Regions from separate parts of the Mus musculus genome. Here region 2 is linked to region 1. A link is a contact called in public HiChIP or PLAC-seq data. All regions are on one chromosome and are shown on one strand. Each heading gives the region's core, a stretch centred on a gene start, on an enhancer-like site or on the middle of the called end of the contact. The rest is flanking DNA. Distances are from core to core; before and after follow the strand shown.

Region 1 (3,711 bases), core at 962-3,461:
TGTGAGGTGGCACACCCTTTGCTCTTAGATGAGAGGTGGGTGGCACTTTGGGCCAGGGACACTTCTGTGTGATGGGCTCTCTTGCTCAATCCCAGTAGTTAACTCCTGACCCTCCCCTGCTGATAAGAACAGGCTATCTTTAGCCCCAGGGTTTAGAAAGATCTGGTAGGAACCTGCCAGATCTTGTGCCAAGGTCACTGGCACAAGTTGCACAGCTAGAAACTGAACCCTGGGTCCCCACCCACCCCCAACCCCCATGCTTGACTGTGTGCTAAGCAAGCATTCTCTCACTGACTTGCACTGTTATGCAATTTACTGACTTAGGCCCAAGGAAGGAGGGTTGACTTGACAGGGTCACACAGTTGCCAGGTGGAGATGGAGCAGTTTCTACTGAGAGCTCAGGGGCCCAGCTCACGTCCAGACAATCAGATTGCCAACTGCCCTCCCTGCCCACCCCTCCATCATCACTTCCCAATTTTCGTTTTATCTTATTGTTGTTGTCTGTTTGATGGCTTCATATTTTCAAAAATCCTCTTTATTGTTGGGGGGGGGGAGCGGTGTGTCACCACAGATGTATACAGGTCAGAGAATATGATAGAAGTGAGTGTCAGAGAATATGATAGAAGTGAGTGTCTGTGTCTGTCTGGGTTGTATTTTTTAAAAAGATTATTTATTTATTTTATGTATAGGAGTACACCATTGCTCTCTTCAGACACACCAGAAGAGGGCATCAGCTGGGCAGTGGTGGCACACACCTTTAATCCCAGCACTTGGGAGGCAGAGGCAGGCAGGTTCTGAGTTCGAGGCCAGCCTGGTCTACAATGTTAGTTCCAGGACAGCCAGGGCTATACAGAGAAACCCTGTCTCAAACCCCCCCCCCAAAAAAAAAAAAAAAAAGACATTGGATCTCACTACAGATGGTTGTGAGCCACCATGTGGTTGCTGGAAATTGAACTCAGAACCTCTGGGAAAGCAGTGAGTGAGTGCTCTTAACCGCTGAGCCATCTCTCCAGCTCTGGGGTATAGGTATTTAAGGAGACAGGGTTCACTTTGTAGTTCAGGCTGGTCTGGAATTCACTCAGCACTCTGGAGTCCCATGAATGGCAATTCCTCTTCCTTAGGCTCCTGATTCCTGAGCCACCATGCTCAGCTTCGGGGTTCACTGCTCTTGTTGCCCAGGCTGGCCTGGAATTTACCTCCATCCTCAAGCTCCCATCACCTGAGTGCTACATGCTAGATACATGCTAGACTCCTACTTAAAGATTTTATTTTATTTTATTTTTGAGACAAGGTCTCTATATAATCCTGGCTCTCCTGGAGCTTTATTTGTAGACCAGGCTGGCCTCAAACTCTGGGATCTGCCTGCCTCTGCCTTCCCAGAACATTGGATGCTCTTGTAGAGAACCAGGGTTTGGCTCCCAGCACCACATGATGGCTCACAACCATCCATATCTAGCTCCAAGTGGTCAGATGCCCTTTTATGACCTCTGCTGACACATACATACATGTAGGCAAAACGTTTACCCATACACATTAAAGAAAGAGAAATAAGCCTAAAAAATAGAGACTGGTGAATGATTGTGGTGGCATGTTCCTATAATCCAACCACTAGGAGGCAGAGGTAGATGGATCTCTAACAAAGAGCTCCTGGACAGCCAGTTCTACATAGTCTCAACATCTCACAGCTCACACATCCCAACCCCCGCCAAGAAAAAAATAAACCCAATGAATCCCAGTTTTATGTATAATTAATATATTCCTAAAGTAAACTAAAAAAAAAAAACAAGCAAAAATAATAAACCATCCGTTACATTGCCCTTCAAGCAGCGACTGATACCTGCAAATTTCTCTAAGAGTCGCGCAGCTTTCCAGTTTACGCATGCGCAACAGACTCCTAACGCCCTGGACTCTCCCCGGAGTTCATAGCCCGACAATCGACGCACGCGTACCAGGCCAATCGCAAACTGGCCACGTGTGACACGCCCCCCCCCCGCGCCGCCGCCCCCCCCCCTCCCCCGCCTACGATGATTGATCCTCACACCTGAGTGACAGAAGAAATTTCGCACAGGATCTCCACAAAATGGCCGCTCCTTCCGAAGCGCTCTGTCCCCTCGCTGATTGAGTCCTGCAGGAGACGGACGTAGGAACGATCCAATGAGACTTATGCGCTCTGGGGAGGGGGCGGGGCCCGTGGTGAGACGAATTTGCGCGGGTTCGGACTCGGCGCGATCAGTCATGGCGGCTTTCCGCGACATGGTGGAGGTGAGCAACTGGCTACTGAGCCTGCTGGGGGCCAACCGCGCCGAGGCGCAGCAGCGGCGGCTGCTCGGGAGCTACGAGCAGATGATGGAGCGGCTGCTGGAGATGCAGGACGGCGCCTACCGGCAGCTTCGGGGTGAGGGCCGGTCCCCTGCGCCCCAGCCCCGGGGGACTTCTCGGGGGGAGCTGGTACTCCTGGGCCTCAGTTTCCCCATCTGACAATTGCCATGGCTCAGAGGCGTCCAGATAAGTGTCATAGCTCACAATGCGCGACTCTATACGATCGTACTTCGTAGCTCAGGCGCCTTTGGAAGTCTTTATGATCCAGCCCCCACCTCCACTCCTGCTCGCCGTTCTTGAGGGTCTTCCGAGGGAGAGCAGTCACACCCGAGCCTTGATTTCTCCACCGGTGAAACCGTTGTCATGACAACGGTTGTCATCTAGGGACTTAAGCGTAATTAAATATAGAGTTAGCAGGGCACGACCCTTTATTAACTTTCCAGGACTCAGGCTTAAATGTAGCTCTGACTAGTAGAGAACTACTTAGCTGAGAAATTCAAAGAACCTTTCAGCTCCTCAGTGCCTTGGTCACAGGTGTGAGCAATCTCCCATCTCAGTGTCCTTCCCTGTCAAAGGTTTGTTTGAACTTTGTTTTGTTTTGTTTCAAGACAGGGTTTCTCTGTGTAGCCCTGGCTGTCCTGGAACTCACTCTGTAGACCAGGCTGGTCTCGAATTCAAATCCGCCTGCCTCTGCCTCCCAAGTGCTGGGATTTAAGGCATGCGCCACCACGTCCGGCCCTGGGAACATTTTTTAAAGTTTCGTGCCTTCCCAATAGACTTGTGAACAGAGCCTGCCGTGAGCTGGACCTCGGGTGACAGCAGGGAAGGAGTCCCTTGGTGGCTGGCATCCTACTGGAGAGGAGACAGGATAACATTTGTACTGCAGTGATGGGCTGAGGAGACAAATGCTTTCTATCATTAGGAGGGGTAACATGGGCGGGACTGGGGAGGGGTTTCTGCAAAGATATTGGGGGAAACCTGAAACTGTTGAGGGGGCAGGGATACACTTGACTGGCATGCATGAAACCCTGGGTTCCATGCCAGGCATGGCAGAATGGGCCTGTCAGACCAGTGTTCCAGAGACAAGCAGGAGGGTCAGGAATGGAAGGCTGGAAGGAATTCAAAGCAGCCTGATTGACAGAAGACCAAAAGTAAAATGAGAAGTTTTATCTCTGAGATTGTAGCTCAGAGAGAACACATGTGGCTACAGGAGGCCTTGGGAGCAAGCAGTAGTAATGAAGTAAAAACCTGAGGGCTGGCAGGATGGTTCACTGGGTAGAGACACTTGGTGCCTACCTGACGATGTTAAGTTTGATTCCTGGGAGCCAGGTGGTAGAACTGACCCCTGCAGCTTGTCCTCTGACCTCCACACGCAAACCTGCTGTTTCTTCT
Region 2 (3,438 bases), core at 517-3,016, 90 kb after region 1:
GAAGCTGCAGGAAAGGTGCTCACAGGGTATCAAGGGCAGAGCGGGTGGATTGAAGCTCAGGGCTAACAGAGGCTGCTTAGCATTACACTGTGGGCAGTGGAGTTTAGGTCTGGAGGCCTCAGATAGCAGATAAATGCTAATCACAGCAACAAAGCCACTGAACAAGACTATAACCCCCCTAGCAGACTGCTACCCACTCTCAAGAGCTGGGAAGCTTCTCACCCTTGCACGATGCCGCCGGTGAACCCCAAGTGCTCAGAAAAGGACTCCTGCAACAGGACAAGAGATGGATCAGTGCCAAGGCAGGGAGGGACTGCCCAGTCAAGCCCATGGTCCAGGCAGCTACTGCAGAGGACTGAGAGGTCACACTGGTAGTTATCTGTGGCCTGCAGGGCACAGAGTCCAGATGTGGATGTCCAGCTTGGACTCAGTGCACCAATGCCAACCCTCATGCTCTTCCTGTGAAGGATGGGAAGAAGACTATGTGATATTAGGCACCAACGTCAACACCTCAGACCACCCTGAAATGGAACGCTAAGGACTCAGAGGTCTTGAGTGACCCTGAAACTGTACACTAAGAATACTAACACATGCTTGCTTTTTAGGCAAGAGTCGAGATTCTCCAAAAGCACAGTTACTCATGATGACCGTGGCTGTGGTCACAGACCTGACTGATGTCTGTCCATCAGCACTTCATAACCTGCAGGTAAGAAGCCCTGACAGAGACACGTGTAACCTCAGGAGTGGGAACACTTCCCAAGGGAGGAGTCCCCAAACACGCAGAAAATACCTACAAGGTGACTGTTTTTTAAAGATGTATTTATTATGTATACAGTGTTCTGTCTACATGTGTCTACAGGCCAGATCTCATTAGAGATGGTCGTGAGCCACCATGTGGTTGCTGGAAATTGAACTCAGGACCTCTGGAAGAACAGCCAGTTCTCTTAACCTTTGAGCCATCTCTCCAGCCTAGAGGTGACTCTTGAGCAAATACTTCTAGAGACTTTAATTTTCAGTCCCATGATGGCTTTGCTAAACATCAGCTGAGATGTACACACCCAAAACTAGAACACCTGTTTCCTTGTCACAGGCCTGGGTTACACTGGGCAACTCCCCCCACCCCCCATAAATACCAGAAAAAGGAAAACTTGACAGATACAGGTGTAAAGACAGTGGCTAGTGAGAAGACCTTAAGTCTTTTTTGTTTGTTTGTTTCGACAGGATTTTCCTTTCTCTGTGTAGCCCTGGCTGTCCTACTTTCTCTGTAGACCAGGTTGGCCTTTACTCAAGAGATTCATCTGCTTTTGTCCCCTGAGTGCACCATGCCTGGCTGTCCTGGAACTCACAGACATCTACCTGGGTCTGCCTCCTGAGTGCTGGAACTATGGCCAGCTCCTTAGCCATTCTTAAGAACATCCTAAGGACTGAGGAGACAGATATGCCCTGCTGTACTCATGACAACCTGAGCTGGATAGCTGGCACTTAGAAGCCAGGCTTGCTGACTGATGTGAGTAACCTCAGAGCTGTGTAGAGAAAAACAGATCTGTGGAGCTCATTAGCCATCATGTCTAAAAGTTAGTGAGCTCCAAGTTCAATGAAAGATACCTCTAAAGCATAAGCCGAGGATAATAAAGGCATCAACCTCTGGCCTATTAACACATGTACACACATGGCCACAATCGTCAGGGACAAGCAGCCTAGCTCTGCCACCAAGAGCCAGGACTCTGGGCTGTGGCCTTACCTCGATGTGCTGGAACATGTAGGGGTGGTTGCAGATCTTACGCAGTTGCATAATAGTGTTCATCAGTGTCTTGGTGCCACCTTTGCCCTGCAGAGGCACATGAGATGGTCAAAACGGAATCCTGCCTTTAGGGCAAGATGGAGGTGGGCAAGATTGGGCAGGGTGGTAGAAGAATGGCCCAGAGCAAGCTGGTGGTTATCTTTGTAGCCCTGTTACGGAAGGGAGTTCTCTGAGAAGACCTAAGAGACTAACTGGCACAAGAACTGAATGGAAGCAAACATAGCAAACAGCAAAGGGTAAGCACACTCACAGTACAGCTACACAAAGAAGGGTACAGTGATCTGTACTAGGGAGGGAAGCAAGGAGCGCAATGCTCCAACGCACAGGTAAGAAAGGGGCTGAACAACAGACACACACCTAAGGCCATGGCTAGGATGCTGGGTACGGATTGCAGGGACTAGTAATTCCCTGGGGGACAAGCCCAGGCTTGCTTAGAGGAGGTGTAGAATGACACTCTTGAGTGCTCCCAAGAGAGCAGTGGCTCCCCCTCCCACTCTTTCCAATGTCGGGATGCCCCCAGTAATAGAAAGAGGAAGGGTGCAGAGGCCATGACAGATAAGGCTGCTGGGTAAGTAAAGTTCCATAGGACTATTCCCACTCTGCATCAGTCAGCCCAGGGCTTCCTGCTGTCTCGAGGAAGGCAGGTACTCAAACAAGGGCAACTCCAGAAAGCAGTCTAGTAAGCATCCTCAAAGGATACATTACAGCTGTGGCTGTTTGAATGCCTGAGGGATGGGGCCAAACGAAGTCTCCTGGGCAGAGTACCAATTCAATTCTCAGATCCCATGGTGCTCTTCATCTACCCTCTCCCTTTAGACAATCGTGAAATAGATAAAGAGGAACCTGGAACAAACCTTCTTGTCCTTCTCGGAGCCGTCAGTCAGCAGCACACCTTTGGCCTGCATGTGACGGTACAGCACACGCTGCAGGGCTGACATGTCGCATTTGATGACATACTCTACCTGTGGAGCAAAGAACACTCTCAGGCCATACAAACTTAAACTGGGTTGCCTGTGCCACCAAGTGGACCCTTGTGACCAGCACTCTGATTAGGACATGGGGTATGAGGGAGGAGCCCTCAAAGTAGGGAGATCTGGGAAGAGGAGGAGATTCTGGGTCAAAATTCTGGAAGGCTTTCCACAGCTTGTCAGAAAATAAACGGTGAAGTCAACCAGAGAGGCAAGCCAAGTGTGGGTGCATAGAGCAGAGGGCCCACACCACTGATACCACTCAGTAGATCCAACCTGAGTCCTAGCCTCTGTCTGTGGACAGGAGTTTGGACAAGGACACAGCAAGCATGAGTGTGACAAAGTTCGGTTCTGACCCAGGTCCTGGCTTTGCTGCACAGTGGTGTGAGTCACCACTCCAATTCCATGGAGCGGGTCCAGGGAAGGATCACCTGACTACACTCTCCCTGGGAACAGCCCCACAAATGGCACCTGTGGCTTCTGCCAACACCAACCTTCTCAGGGAGCTGGGCTTCAACTTCCTTCTTGAGCCGCCGCAGCAGGAAGGGCCGCAGAACTTTGTGTAGGCGACGAATAATGAGGATAGTCTCCTCTTCATTCAGGTCCACCTGGGAGCCAGACAGTAAATTATAACAATTCCTCCAAAAGTGGGGGGCAGGGCATAGGAAG

Evidence for each region. HiChIP or PLAC-seq counts read pairs in DNA pulled down with a chosen protein or histone mark.
Region 2: a contact with region 1 is called in an H3K27ac HiChIP or PLAC-seq map of embryonic stem cells, with 8 read pairs. The contact joins the enhancer-like site here to the promoter of Spc24 in region 1. A contact is called at or near these places in 17 of 39 promoter capture datasets (the C10 cell line, the HPC-7 cell line, HPC-7-derived erythroid cells and 11 more), 16 of 484 Hi-C or Micro-C datasets (the 63-12 cell line, the AML12 cell line, B cells and 8 more), 14 of 115 datasets of contacts at active chromatin or transcription factors (the 230-238 cell line, DN3 thymocytes, bone marrow-derived macrophages and 7 more) and 4 of 9 other capture datasets (adipose tissue, embryonic stem cells, liver and 1 more).

Annotation. Positions count from the first base shown.
Region 1 is chr9:21,758,803-21,762,513 of GRCm38.p6, reverse strand. It overlaps Spc24 (SPC24, NDC80 kinetochore complex component, homolog (S. cerevisiae)), which reads left to right and starts at 2,211. Exons shown (of 5, transcript NM_026282.6): 1 at 2,211-2,395. The coding sequence starts at 2,236.
Region 2 is chr9:21,668,874-21,672,311 of GRCm38.p6, reverse strand. Smarca4 (SWI/SNF related, matrix associated, actin dependent regulator of chromatin, subfamily a, member 4) reads right to left here. Exons shown (of 34, transcript NM_001174078.1): 20 at 3,264-3,377; 21 at 2,656-2,763; 22 at 1,742-1,828; 23 at 223-269. Among named protein-coding and RNA genes, the nearest start is that of Gm26511, 53 kb to the left of the region's middle. Within about 2 kb of position 1,766, at least 19 of the 459 cell types and tissues checked have an H3K27ac peak or open chromatin away from gene starts, as enhancers often do. A contact at or near this core is called in embryonic stem cells, hepatocytes, liver and 1 more, where this site is marked.